2 separate regions of the Mus musculus genome follow, and region 1 is linked to region 2. Evidence: chromatin contacts called from public Hi-C data. All regions are on one chromosome and are shown on one strand. The core of a region is the stretch at or near the end of the contact, and the rest is flanking DNA. Distances in the headings are between cores, read along the strand shown. Region 1 has its middle 51 kb from the start of Dusp10. Region 2 has its middle 67 kb from the start of Gm34177.

Region 1 (7,181 bases), core at 1,684-4,183, 180 kb before region 2:
GCCTTAACTTGTGCTTCAGAAACATTTTATGTAAGGGAATAATAAGTAATGTAGGATTAGAAGGTGATATAGGCTGGCTAGCGAGGCTACTCTAGAGTTGGAGTACAATTACAGTCATAGACAATATGTAGAGGAATGGGAGTAACTATATACTGTAAATACAGCCATCTGGATTTCGTCCATGCTCTATAAATAGCTAGTTCCTGGTCTTTTTAAACAGGTATACAACAGCCATAGAGAGCTAAACATTTGCTTTACCAATAGGTACTTATGGGTTACCAGAGCCATGTTGAGTGGCTCCATTAATCAAACCATGTCTGGTATAACATCTGTAACAGAAACCAACAACTGAAAGACATCTTTAAAACCTACTGTTCCTTAAATTCATCTCTTTTTTTGTGTAGGACAAATTATTGCAATAAAGGAGGAACATGTAAGGAATGCCATCTTTGCGTTTTGTCTCAGTTCCTGTCGCTGTCACTAATCTGTTCCATTCTTTAAGAGATCAGCATTGCTCTTGTGTTTGCTACCTTAGTAACTTGTAGCTTCATAACAAACTATATCAAAACCTAGTGGCATAAAAGAATTCAAATTGTTGGGTTTGTTAATGAATTTGTTTCAAGTGTGTTCAACAGACAGGTCACTTGAACTATAAACTCAGAACCAGAAGTGAGGCAGCTTGTTGGGGCTGGAGAATGTGTTTCCAAGGCCTTGCAAGTGCTTTTCTAACTGACTGGGAATTCAGCCAGGGTTGTCCACTAAATACCTTGGATCCTCTCCTCGAGGATGCTTGGGCTTTCTCATGGTAGCTGCTTTCCAAGTGACTGAGATGAAAGTTGCAAAGCTTCTAAAATCGTATAAACACGGATGTCTCAGATCACTTCTGCAAAATCCTGTTACTAAATAATTTACAAGCTCAAGTTCAAATTCAAGGAGAAAGCAATTGGATTCTACCTCTTAATAGCAAGAATAGCCAAGGATCTGCAAACATTCTTATCACACTGTAGCCCCCTTTGCACAACCAAATCAGTATGTGAAAAATAGTTTACAGGAGGCAGGGCTGTTGGAATGACAGTAAGTCAGGCAATGACATCAGCTTCCTCCAAATATTGCTTCAAATAGTGTTGTAATTCAAAGCTAAAGTTGAACTGTTTTTTTTTTTTTCTCCTCCCAAACCAAGCCCTGAGGATAAGGATAAAGATCACAAGGGGAAGGTCGCATCAGCTGATGACTGCCGCCCTCCTGCTTCTGATGGTATGCCAGCTCTCAAGGCCACACGACTCACAGTCTTGTCTCATCCAAATTGTATTTGGACAGTATACTACATTTTTAAAGTTACTGATCTAAGAGGCATGCGATACTCCATAATTCGTGCCCAAATCCCTGGGCATCGTTGTGACCTTTAGCTTGCTATATTTCAACGAGAAACATGAATGCACCCAAAGACAGACAGACAGACAGACAAACAAATAAGGAACATTATGTGGATCTGTCCTGTCTCTACATATCATGTGATGCCTAAGGATTTGGGAACCAAAATATAGGTCTGCCATTGGCTTTTGGATTGATCCCTTGCCGTCACTGGGAGATAACTGTCAGATGTGTCTTCTGGCGGGGGGGAGGGTGTCTCAATTTTTTTTTATTAACCCATTGTGTGACAGTTGAATTAAGCTTTAATTTCTCTTTGTCTTGTTTTGTTTTTTGTTTTTGTTTTTCTGAAGCAGATCTCAAGGTAGGGGTTTTAAAAGAAGCAGCTGATGAAATGATCCAATAAAACTGGCAAGGGAGAGTAGAACTGAGGCCAAGATGGAGGGAAAGGGATGGATAAACAAATTGGAAAGTAAGATCTTGTTTCCAATGTAGAAAGTGAAAGAATTATCCTAGTGAGGGTGGGAGCTGTTGCATTTGTTCATCAAGGTTCCTTAAGTAGACAGATGATGGATGCCAGTCCCAGTACTTCCAGTCTTCTTAGAGGGAAGCCACAGAGGCCAGAGGAAGTCCTCAGGGAATCAGAACCACCCACACTTCGTCCTAGGAATCATAAGTGATACAAAAATGAACTGAACATGAGTGTCTGGGCTATAGGCCTTACAGCAAGTAGAGTTCCTCTGAGCCCTTCACTTCTGACCACTTTCCCAGTCCCATTGAAAAGGATAAGGAGAGGACTTGTGGGAGGATAAGGATGGGTTGTGTAGGAAACAGATCTTGTCTGCTTCTTTCCTTTCTTCTTGAACTCAAAGACATGATTTCTTACCAGCTGGACTCTGAACCCTTTATTCTTTCATGTCCTGTCTTTTTCACCCTCTCACTTTTCTTTTTTATTGAAAGAGTTAAACTTGCTGAAAACCCAGTGGGCTTCTGAAGAGTCTCTAGTCTCTAGTGTTGCCTTCCTACGTTCCCACCCTAGGCCTCAGATTCTTCAGTTTCTCACTCATCCCACACCCATTCCCTTCGTCTGGCCGGTGTGCTTTCGGTAACTTAGATGTCTGTTTGGCAATATTGAAAGAGGGTAAATGGGGAAATGGGCTGAAAAAGAATTCATCAGAAAAAAACACTCTAGGTTTGGTACTAAACTCAGACCGAAGTCTTGCTCATCAGGCTGCTGAGCACTCCACAGGCATGCATATCAGATTGATGATTACTTTAAGAAATGATTAAATTATAATTATTTCCTCATGACTCAAGTGTGGATGAATGTGAAGTTTAAAGAGAAGCATGAAAACCCCAGTCAATGATCTTTTCTTCATTATCACGTTCATCCTGCGATAGGCAGGGCTTTGCCTCTGGGTAAGTGCCCTCTGAAGCATGCTGGAAGATTAAATACCACACTTTTTTCTTATGAGTTTCTCTTGAATAATAGAAACTCAAGTCATGAATGCCATGTATCATTTACTAAGTCATCTCGCTCTTCTCTGAGTCTTATTTGCCTACATCACATTTTTAGAGGATGAAGTGAGCTAATGAGCTCATATGAGCAAAGTATGTAGCAAGTGACTAATACAGAACTAGGAGTCGGACAAATGTCACTCCTCCAAGTTGAAACTCAATGAGACACTCATCCAACCTCATAGATACTTCTGACTCATGGGCGGGCCACTGGGCAGAAGTTCAAGTGACTGGTCATCAACAAAGAGACCAAGACAAAGGCTCAAAGAAAAGAACATGAGGCTTCATCCATAAGTGAACCAAAGTTTAATATATATATGTATATATATATATATATATACATATATATATATACATATATATATATTTCATATATATATGAAAATCTTCAGCAACACATTGTTTTTCTTAGTCTGGAGGTGACTGCTTCAAGTTCTCATGGGAGTGATTTTTCCCAATGCTTCAGCATTTATCCGCTCAACAACACTTACTTCATTTTTATATTGTTGTAGCCCAATGTATAGCCAGGCTGATCACACTCTTGAGAGGGCCCCCACAGAGTACCAAACAGTGTGTTAGAGTACATAATTCCAAAGGATGTGCTCTGCCTCATCAGCTCCTTGATGGTCATATTGCTCATCATTTTATTACTATCCAGTAAAAAGAGAGCATCTTTCCCCCATTAGTGAACCTCATCTAAAACAGTTGTCAGCTTACAAAATTCTGGAATATTTAACTGTTAGCTCAGTGGAGCTCTGTCAGCTTTCATGGGCCAATGTATTTATGTGTGATTGAATGAAATAGCTATTGTAAGTTTTCTGAGGCTATGGGAGCAGACAGAACTTTGTCTTTAAGTTGTTTCTGTCCTTTCCTGTTCTGCAAGGGAGGGTTGGAAGTAAGATGAAGGAAAGTATTAGAACTGAAGCAAAATAATTAAGTTGGGATCGTAAGCTCTGTATTTTAATGGCTTTTTATTAAAAAAAAACAAGTTTATAACACTTTTATAAATACCTCCTTTAAATTCAGAAGGATTTGTGACGAAAAAAGAGCAACTACATTAGAATTTTATTCATAAAAATTGTACATTAGAAATTTACTCGTGAGTATAATTTAGTACATGTGAGGTAAATTTATTGGAAATGGAAGTGCTAAAAGACTCAGGAATATTTTAATGACGTATTTTTGACAAAGGATGTCCAAGGGCATGGGTCTTCAAGGGAGCACTAAAAATAGGTGTTAATGGAGTTTCACATAATGGCTAGGGACACAGGGGACAAAGTCATCAGGGATCAGGCTAATGGAAATCACCAGCTCCTCATTCTAGTCCAACACCCTTTTAAGATGTATTTTAAATGACATGGTTCTGGGACTCCAATAAAAGACAAAATCTCCTGTTATGACATCTAGTAAGATGGCAGTTAGGGAGTGAGGCTCATCCCCTCCGATCCAGAGACAGGATGTCCATGGCCAAGTAAGGGGAAGACCAGCAGCATGGGAAGCTATAAACACAGGGGCCCTTCCCCTGAAGGTTTTGAATCACAGAGATTACAATACAGCTTCAGGGTTGCATTGAGCCCCCAAACCCATGAGCAATTCTGCACATGTGTTTTAGCGTGTTCATCACTGTTGTGGATAGCCCTGGGGCTAATTGCATTTGATTCCTGTAAACCTTCTTCCCACCTTAATTTGTAAATAAAGGCTAGAGCCAGTGATTGGGCAAAAAAAGAGGGGAAGATGCAGCTGAAGTTTCTGGGAGAGAAATAGAAGGGGAGAGAGGATGATGGAGGACAGAGGAGGAGGTGGAAGGAAAGCAGAGCAGAAGCACCTGGCCTGGAGAAACCGCAGGTTCTAAGGGGTCTCATAGAGGTGGAAGATGGTAGTGTAGCGGTAGATCTGTCCAATCTAGGCGCACAGCATGTAATCATATGAACTGTGTTGTGTTTTCACTGCCCGGGCTTATTTGGGTTGGGGATTTACTGCAACACATCACAGTAATGGTATCTTCACCTCTCATCAAATTTCCCAATGTCCTCTGAACCAAATGGGTAAGGAAATGCTTGCCCAGAGAGATGCTTTGAGAGAGGAATTTGGTGCTATTCCTGAAAACATAGCCCAAATCTCATTTATCCCTGGCATGTTTGGTGTTTTCCTTCTCTTCCAGTTTCAACAAGAGTAGCAGAAAGTATATACAGCCAACTTTGGGGAAAGACCTGGGTTCAGATCTGTTGCCTCTACTTTGCAGTAGGGCGCTTGGGTACAAGTTGCTGATTTTCTCTACTCTTCTGTTGCTCAGGTTCCCCATGCCTCAAATGATGATAACAGCAGTGAGTGGTGCATCCTTGGTCTAGAGGCACACAGAGCCTCACCAAACTCATCTCCCTCCACATCATCCACCATGCCTTTTCTTTCCCCCAAGTCTTTGCTCAGGCTAGTGTAATAGCAGCTTTTATTCACCTGAAGTAATTGTCATCTCCAAGGCTTAATACCTTCGCCTAACCTAGGCCTAGTCCTGGAAGCTTCTCACCTTCATACAGTCTTATTAGGCATAGAATGTTTTCAATCTCTGAGACTTACTGCTAAATAAGCTCACCTCTTCCTAGTTCTTTCTGATCTCTGTCTGGTGGGTTCAACTCAGCTGTTCTGGTTGAAAACTCCTCTGCAACATGACTGATTCAATCTCACTTCTCTGGGTTTCTCCTGGGTTGCTCTGCTTGGCCTCAAATTAATTTTGGCAATATATTTTAATCTTCTGGTTCCTTCTCATTCTCTGACTTGTTCTGTCTTCATCTACATCTAGCATATTATCTCTCTTCAATTTGTCTCTGTACCACTGTCCCAATAAAAATTGCCTCCTCTCTCTGCACTGCTCTCCTAAGCAGCCTCTCTTTCCTCTCTGATCTCGTGAGTTAGGCATAGTCCATTCTGTCAAATCTTTCTCTGATTCACCACTTTGTCTGCCACCCAATTAGACATTACTTTCAAACATTGATGCTTCTTTCTACAAACTAACTTTACCTTCATTGTTTGGGATTAAAGGTGTGTACTAAGGGTATGTCTGTATTCCAGCCATGGGGAATTACAGGGCGAAGGAATGAGACACACCACAATGAGAAATGGGTATTTTCAGTAAATAACACAATCTAGAGTTCACCTTATGATCAAATAGCCTGCAACAGGCTAGTCTCTTGCCTGGAAAGAATCCTATATTTGATCCTTCCCTTGACAACAATAGAGCTTTATCCAGCAAGCTCAGTTCAGATTCTCCACACCACTGATACTCCAGAAGCCATAAATCTGTATCTGTTTTATCTGACCCAGTGACGTGCTGAAGTTGGCTCAAAGTGACTAAAGAGAGCTGATTGCCAAATATTCTAGAATTTCTTGAGCTAGCAACTGCTGATAACTACTAGTTATACTCAAAATATTTACACTGTGGAAATTGGAAGATGCTACTAATTGGTACTTTTTTTTTTGAAAAGTGGTTTAACAAGAATCACTGCTTCCACGGGCTGGCGAGATGGCTCAGTGGTTAAGAGCACCGACTGCTCTTCCGAAGGTCTGGAGTTCAAATCCCAGCAACCACATGGTGGCTCACAACCATCCATAACGAAATCTGATGACCTCTTCTGGAGTGTCTGAAGACAGTTACAGTGTACTTACATATAATAAATAAATAAATCTTTAACAAACAAACAAAACCCCCAAAAAACAACAACAAAAAAAGAATCACTGCTTCCTATGCACTTCTTTTGTTGTGTGCATCACAATGTTAACCATGCAATCCTTCCATTACTTATGTTAGGTTTGCCTCTGCCTCCCTTATTAGCGTGGGGGTGGGGAGGCACAGGAAAGTTTTAAGTACTATTCCACTTGAGGTTAACAGTCAGTGAAATTGCCCTTCAAATGGTGTCACCAGTGTCTGCTACCTCTAGGCACTTTGCAGCTGAGAGCTTGTCACCTGGATGACTGTGGTTGCCTACCCTCGTGATTTCGTAAAATATAAAGAATTTGAATAATACAGCCCACATGACCACTCTGAAATGAAATAACTGAGCCGGCTCACCAGATGGGCCTCAGAGGTCTGAGCTCCAACACTTATCCTAGCCCTCAGAGTGACCGTCATGACCAGCAGGTCCCCCAAGTACCCAGAAAATGAGTGACTTCCTTTCCTTTTTCAGTGGGAGCCATTTTGCACCAATAATCCACTCCTGACACGAATGGCTCCTATCACTGAACAGAGGTCTGGCAAAACCAAGGGAAGTAGCATGCCTAGGAGCTTGGGTCCTCAGGGGGAC
Region 2 (7,877 bases), core at 1,411-3,910:
CTATGTAAATTGGTTCCAAAATGATTATTCCTGCCCCTTTACGCTGGGTCTGTATGGACCACTGGAAGCCGGGTGGTCTGTCTTAGAGAAGCAGGCGCCCAGAAGCTGGGGTTGCACTCCTGTCTGGCAGTCACAAAGTCAGGGGTATGCCTGGTGTAGTGTGTGGGCCCTGACAGGTGGATACCACACCACATTTGTATTCTGTCACCAAACACAAAGTGCTTAACTCCAATATTCTATTTTAATAACCAGAGACTGGGCCAGGGAGATGGTGCAGTAGGTAAAATCCCTAGGTGCAGAGGCCTGACATCCTGAATCTGATCCATGGAACCATGTAGAGAGCTGAATGCTAAGTTCTTACATGTGCACAGGACTCCTACGATGAGAAGGGAAAGAGAGGCAGGAGAACTACCTAACAGTTCATGTCCCAGCTAGCTTAAAACATGCAGGATATCAGAAACCTGAGAGCCCCTGCCTCAAAACTCACTAGAAGGTAAGAACAACTCCTAAAAGTTACCCTGTGACTTCCAGGGATCACACACACACACACACACACACACACACACACACACACACTTTTTTTTATATTAGAGGTTGATCAAGGTTAGAAAATAGGATGACTTAATTTCCTATCTCAAAGTCTCTTAATGTTCCTTTCAGCTTAAAATGGAGTAAGAACATTTTGGAGCTGGAGAGCACACACCCTTTTGAATCCTCAGCAGGCCCCTGAGGCAGGGGCTGACTTTTGGTCTGTGTCTCTTCTAGCCCTGCTCTTAATCTGCCTTTTACTGTTGAGAAAACCATTCGCTTGATCCTGTCCCCTCAGTGTCTGACCACCACTGCCTCTTCCCTGTGTGTGGAATAAAATGTACTTTACTGAGTCTCCAAACGGCCTCTGTGATCTTATGTCTCATGCCCCCATTTCTCTTCCCAGAGTCGTTTCTGCTGCTGAGAGACAAATCACACTGTTAAGCCGTCTGACAGGAGCATGAATTTATTGTAGCTTGAAATTATAGTTCACTTATAGGGAAGTCAAGGCAGTAACGACACTGTCGTCAAGAGATGATAGAGAATAAATACACGTAGATTTACTGCTACCAAGACCCCTGCCCTCACTAACCCAGTTAAAAACAAACAAAACGATCTCTTGCCTAAGGAATGGTGCCACCCAGAGTGGACTGAGTCTTCTCACATCAACTAACAGTCAAGACACTCTCCCATAGATTTACTTGCAAACGACCTTGCTCTAGCTAATCCTTCACCAAGACTCTCTTCCTGGATGGTCCCAGGTTGTGTCAAGTTGACAGTTAGAACTAACCATCAAAGTTCCTCAGACATTCACTATGGGCCAGCCAAAGTTGATCATAACAATTTCTGTTCACTGTTTCCTGCCTTGTGTCAAGTGGGTTGCATATGTTGTCATTACCTGCAACAAAGCCACAAAGTGTAATCTCTCTTCATTTCGCTCGGGATGAACGGAGCCCACGGGGACAAGGTAGGGTTTGGGTTTTGAGTTCCTCTACTATGCATGTTTTTCCTTTTCTACTTTTTTAACTTCTAAAAGACACACAGCCACCTCTATTTGTAAGAACACCGTTGAGTGACGTCACACACTTAGAAGGTCTCATGTGTCACTATCCTGCACCTTTACAACCTTTGTCTCTCATAAATCCAAACCCCGACACCACTAAACAGGAACCACCCTTTCTGTTCTCCTCCTAGGCCCCCAGGAGGCACGCACAGCGTATTACAAATTTCCCTTGCTCTCAGAAGCTGAATAACGCTTGGCTTTCTTTATCTGCCCATCTATCAGTTTGTACTTGAGTCGAGTCTGTGGTGTTTTTAGCTATGCGAAACACTGATGTAGAAATGTTCCCCTGAGAGCCTGTTTCCGGTCCTTTTTAGAATGGACTCAGATGCTCCACTGTTCGAACCCTAGAGCCTCCTCACTGGCCCTTTGCTTTGCTGCTGTCAAGATCTTTTCTTTGCTGCCCAGGTTTCCTTTCTTGTCCTACTTTAGTTCCCTGCAGGATAAAATTCTGTTTGCCCCATAAGTCTCTCTGGTTGGCTCTTAGTTCAGTCCCTTGCACACAGTAGGCACTCAATAACTAATGACTAACTAGATAAATGCTCACTGTATCCCTGGTGCAAAGTCTTATGGTGGTAGGAGACACACATGACCTCGAGTCTGAAGATGGTGGAGAGTTTAGAAGAAGCTTGCTAAACAAAGGAAGCCCTCCTGTCTTCTAGAATAGGAAGTATACAGGGCTCTATACTTCCTGGGGCTTCTTCCAAGACCCCATGGCACCTGGATCAAGAGTCAAGACTGAGCATGCTGGAGAGTTGTCCAAGCTAGGTCAACTCCAATTTGGCAGAAATAGGCCTACAGCTTTTTCTCTGGGGTTCTTTCTCCCAACATCACACATGGATGCTAATTAGTCAGGCACGCCTTGATGCAGAACACTTGTGACCCAGGGAATTGGAGGGAGAAGCTGAAAGGGCAGCTGTGAAACAGCAGGGGCAAGGGAAGGGGAAGGGGAAGAGACTAGAAGCTGCTCTCCAGAAATAAATGCAAGTGAAATCAGGTCCAGTGAGAAGCAACTGGAGAAACAAGCCTGGTAGTCTCACAGCTGGGTGCCTTTGCTTAAAATACCCAGCCCTCACTTTAGGAAAGTCCCTTCCACACAGGAACATGCTGTGCTGAGAGATCTCAGAGGCTGAACCCCCTAGTGAAATGCTGACTTCAACTTTCGTTTTCACCCTGACAGGCACAGAAGTAACTTCTAAGCAAGGGCCTTGATTGTCATAAATTCACACCAGGTTGTGGTGCTGGCTTCTGTCTCACAGATGGGGAAACTGAGGCCCGGCTTAATGTAGCAATCTGCTTTCCTAGCATTCTCGGTATTTCCATCCAGATCAGGGCTCTGGATTTGGACTGTGTTCCCTGGGAAATGACCAGCGTGGTCTCCATGGTGCTGCAAACACACCCATTGAGTGGCTGCCTGGTGGCTTAGCGTGGCAGATGCGTGCTCTTCTCCCAGATCTGCCCTGGCATCCCTGGTATTTCCTGTAGATACCATCAAGAGGACATGCCATAGGCTTTGGTTTCAAAGACCAATGAAATAGGACGTGACCCATCGCCATGACTCACTTTTAGGGACTTTCTCCTGAGGAGAGCCACACAAATAGCCTGGTGACAGACTCTACTCATGTTGGTAGAGCACACACCCTGCTTCCCAATGGCTGGAAGGCAGCTGCACTAATGAACACACATTCATTAACAGAACGCAGCACTGTAAAGGCCCGTGAGGATTAAAGTGCTCTGGTGCCAGCTGTCATTCACTTACTGCTTCGTGAGGGATGCATCAGAATGCTATCCATGTAAGAGGAATTGCACACAGATCCTATTCCAGTCTGCCTATAGTCTAGCGAATGCCATTATCCGATTGGAAGTAACAGTTTGCTCAAAGTGAAGCAACACAGTTGCAAAGTCACAACAGAAGACACATTCCTACTTGGTCCAGCTGGCATCTACCTGCTCACAGGCCCCAGGGACCAGGCTTCTTTCTCATCCAAATCCCTGCCTTTCAATCACACAGGCCCCATCTACTGTCTGTCTCACCTCCCTGCCCCGTGTCAAGACCTCTTCCCAAGTCATCATCAGACCCACGGGCCTCACACGTCCCTCTCGGCTCCTGCTCACGCATGCTGTGTTAGTGACAGGGTATCATCAGTCTGACCGAGAAGCTGACTCTGAGTGTCCAGGTCTGTGAGAATGCCTGATTTCCCTTCCCTGTGAGGTACAGTCCTACAGATTTCAATAAGATGTATCATGGCCACACCTGGGGTCCAGCATGGTGGCAGCACCTCTTTGGTATTGTCCTTCATGGCCACATCTCTCCTGTACCTGCAGTTCACGACTGTCACTGTTCTCATAGCACGTTACAGCTTGAGACTGGCTCCTTTTACCCCCAGCATTTATGTGCAGTGCAGGCTGCCTTCTTTCTACTGAAGGACATTTGAGTTGTATACAGCTACCTCGAACATATTGGTTATGCAAACATACCTTTTCATGCTCGCAGGCCTGAGATACCTAGAGAGTGTGTTTAATTTTATAAAGCCATCACCACAGTTTACAAGTCCAGCAATGATGGATGTGGGTTCCTCCTACATCTCACCCCCTTCCCAACACTGCATTTCAGTTTTGAGGTGGGGTGGTGCTGATGACAGAATCTAAAACTCACGCATGCTAAGCATGTATCATTGAGTGATCTTCAAGCCCTAACTGCATTTATGTGTGTTAGACATTTTTTAAAAAATCTGCTTATTTATTTACATCCCAAATGCTGACCCTTCCTGGTCCCCCCTCAAAGACTTCCTCCTCCCAACCTCTCTCCCCTTCACTTCTGAGAGGGCATTTCCTCATATCACTCCCCACCCCCACCTCCAACTCTGGTGCATCGAGTCTCTGCAGGACTAGGTGCATCCTCTCCCACTAAGGCCAGACAAGACAGTCCTCTGCTACATATGTGCTGGGGACATCAGACCAGCCTATGTATGTTCTTTGGTTTGTGGCTCAGTCTCTAGGAGCTCCCAGGGATCCAGGTTAGTTGACACTGTTGGTCTTTCTGTGGAGTTGTCATCTCCTTGATGGCCTCTAGTCCTTCCCTTAACTCTTCCATAGGGGGCCTGACCTCCGTCCAATGTTTGTCTATCTGTCTCAGTCAGCTGCTGGGTAGAGACTATCACAGGGCTGTTAAGGTAGCCTCGTGTCTTCAAGCACAACATAGTTAATAGTGTGAGGGATTGGTGCCTGCCTTTCCATGTGATGGGTCTCAAAATGGGCTGGTCACCAGTTGGCCATTCCTTCAGTTATTTTTGTGTATGTATCTGTGTAGGCATGATGTAGTACCAGTGGAGGCCAGAAGAGGGCATCAGACGCCCCTGAAGCAGAAGGTACAGGCAGTTGTGAGCTGCTGTCATGGATGCTAGGAACCAAAACTGGGTCCTCTGGAAGAACAGCAAGTACTCTTACCACCCTGGGATCTCTCCAGCCTCATAGTTTAGACATTTTGGTAGGTTTTAGTTTTATAATGATTAACTGTGTGGTGCCCAAATGGTTAACGACACCAAGCATCTTTTCTTTTGCTTTCTATCTTCTCTGACCGAGTGACCGGTCAAGTCTTTTTATCTATTTTTAAAATCGGTTCATTCGATTTCATTGAAACTGTCAGTTTTCAAGAGTTCATTATCAATTCTAGATACAAAACGCTCAGCTATGCATGAGATTTGACAATATTTTCTCCCAGCCTCCGGCTTGTACTTTGGTTTCTATCTGAGTTTCCTTTCTGTTTTAGTGATAAGCCATGATGACAAAAAGCAGCTTTTAGGGGAGGAAGGGTTTATTTAGTTCACAGTGCCACAGTAGCAGAGAAGTCAAAGCAGCAGGAATTTGAAAGAGCCAGCCATGTCCACCCACAATCAGGAGCAAAGAGCAAGGCTCTCTCATGCTTCTTGCTTGCCTATTCTTGGCTAGATCTCTTCACTCTAGACCTCCTGCCTAGGGAATGTTCACTAGCCCTTCTGCCTAAGGAATGTTACCACCCACAGTAGGCAGGATCTTGAAGTGGTTCTTTGGAAAGTTGGACGGATGGTGTTTTGCTGGGGCAAACACATGAAGGAACATTTAGCTGAGAAACGCACCAAAGAACTTCTGATAGAGCTGAGAAACTTTTGGTGGTGTGCTGCAGTTTCTTGCTGCTTCCAAGGACTCAGGCTGGTTGGCAGAATGATGTCAGCCGAGGCAAGCCACGTGCTGAGGCAAGACCTGTGGAGGACCCGTGATATTTAGAGAGTATAAATAGGACTCAGTGGGCAGTGATGGAGGAAGGTGAGCTTGACCTGCTTACAGAGCTAGTTGTGCAACTCGCTTCTTTGCTGATCTTTGCTTCCCTGAGAGAGGCACAGCCAAGAACTTCTCCTGGTCTCCTGGTATCTCCTGCTCCCTCCTGCTGACTCAAGTCAAGGCTGAGGCCTGGCTGTCTCTGCTAGGTAGTGCCACCATTTGCTATCCAGTGTTTGCTATCCTGACTCTAACGAACTTGGCTGCTGGTGTATCTGTGAGGTGTTTGCTAGTGGATTGAGCTACCGGTCTGCTAACCTGTGAACTGAACTGCCGATTTCCAGACAACACAGACAGGAGTTGCTCCAAAGAGCCCTTCTAAACAGGTCCACTTCCCCCATATCCTTTCTTCCCCACTACCTCTGGTGGGTGGTGAGCTATAAGGGAGGTTAAAGCGTTTGAGCACCATCATTAACAATAGGTTTGAAAAAAATAAAGTTACAGGTTCTTCCCCCATCAATTGAGGAAATCATACCAAACCAACATAGGTCAACCATATCTGGACAATCTCTTTCCAGGCGAGTGCTAGATTGTGTCAAGTTGATAGCTGTAACCAACCAGCTCAATTCTTTTGGCAGAACTTTAGCAGAACAATACTTTTCACTAAAAATAAATAAATAAAATCTTACTTTGGTTTTGTGGACCATGATCTTGGAATCATTTCTCACTTTTTGCCTCAACCCAAATCATGAAGATTTTTCCTGACATTTCCTTCTGGAATCTTTAGAGTTTTATGCTGAATAAAGAAAGCGAATAAACCCTCACTGGAGTTCATCGACACCTGCTTCCTAGAGAGAGTCATCTCTGCCTGCTTCCTACCCGAGGACAGAGTGAGCAGCTATTCACACCCACGGTGCCATGATTCAGCTCCGCGATGGACTGCATTCTCTCCAACCAAGAGCCACACGATAACCCCTTTCTTGTGTTGTTTTCGGTTGCTTTTGTCAGAGCAACAAGAAAAGTAAAACAAATCCATTATTTCACTGGACCGTTTAAACTAACTTGCTTTTCTTGTAACAAAGAAGGGCTTTTTAAAATCTCTTCCCATTCTTTCTGGGGGAGTACAAAATCATTGACCTGTTAGATCCTGGATTTACATTACCCTCCCTGTGTGTGTGTGTGTGTGTGTGTGTGTGTGTGTGTGTGTGTGTGTGTTACATGAAGATGGGAGACCTATGTTAGACTTAAGCATGGTTACCTGGCTTCCTCTTGCTACAACAAGGATGTTGTGTTCCCCAAAAGCACAAGCAAGAAGATGAGGCTGTGTGACGTGACACCACAGGCACTGTAGTGAGCGTAAAACAAACGCACAGATTGTACCTACAACTAGATCCTATAATTAATTGTACCACAAGAGATTCATCCATGCTGGTTATGCCAGACCTTCTGGCACAGCAGGGGAGGAGACTGGCGAATCTTCAGCCCCAGTGTGTCACTTCAGCGGATACTTTGACCTGATGGCAGACACGTGTTGTTGGGATGCATGTCTTTGCTCCTCATTTACAGGTAGAATGGCAACAGCAAGCATTTGTGTGTTCTGTCCTTGCCGGAGAGTGAATGTCTACAGAATGTTCGTGGAGGTGGGGACTTTCCGGTTTCTTTCAGGTATATACATACTTCCTTGGAGCATTCGGTTTTCAGAACCATGCTTGGCTGTGGTACAGGGTTATACCCAGGCTAGGGCCACACTTCGATGATCCAAATGATCGTTTCTGTAGTGTCAAAAGAGTTCACACTGTTGACACTTCGTCTTCATTCCACCAAAGAAAGTAGAAGCGTATTGTTGCGACAGAGGAAGTAAAGGCGTTTTCAAGGTGGAGATCAAGCGCTTTCCCAAAACTTGGTCAAGAGATTTTAGTAACTTAAACAACTGTTAAGCGTGTTGCTCTGGCCAACTTCAGAGACCTTGTGACTCAGAGCGTTCACAGAGCTGATGTAACTGTTCTGGAAGTCTTTTGACTTGAACTTAAGAGTC

Evidence for each region. Hi-C and Micro-C count contacts between places; a contact is called where the count stands out from the background.
Region 1: a Hi-C map of pancreatic cancer cells shows a contact between it and region 2, with 2.6 times the contacts expected there. The contact joins two enhancer-like sites.

Annotation. Positions count from the first base shown.
Region 1 is chr1:184,082,123-184,089,303 of GRCm38.p6, forward strand. No RefSeq gene overlaps it. Among named protein-coding and RNA genes, the nearest start is that of Dusp10, 51 kb to the left of the region's middle. Within about 2 kb of position 2,934, at least 28 of the 459 cell types and tissues checked have an H3K27ac peak or open chromatin away from gene starts, as enhancers often do. A contact at or near this core is called in pancreatic cancer cells, where this site is marked.
Region 2 is chr1:184,258,256-184,266,132 of GRCm38.p6, forward strand. No RefSeq gene overlaps it. Among named protein-coding and RNA genes, the nearest start is that of Gm34177, 67 kb to the right of the region's middle. Within about 2 kb of position 2,661, at least 82 of the 459 cell types and tissues checked have an H3K27ac peak or open chromatin away from gene starts, as enhancers often do. A contact at or near this core is called in pancreatic cancer cells, where this site is marked.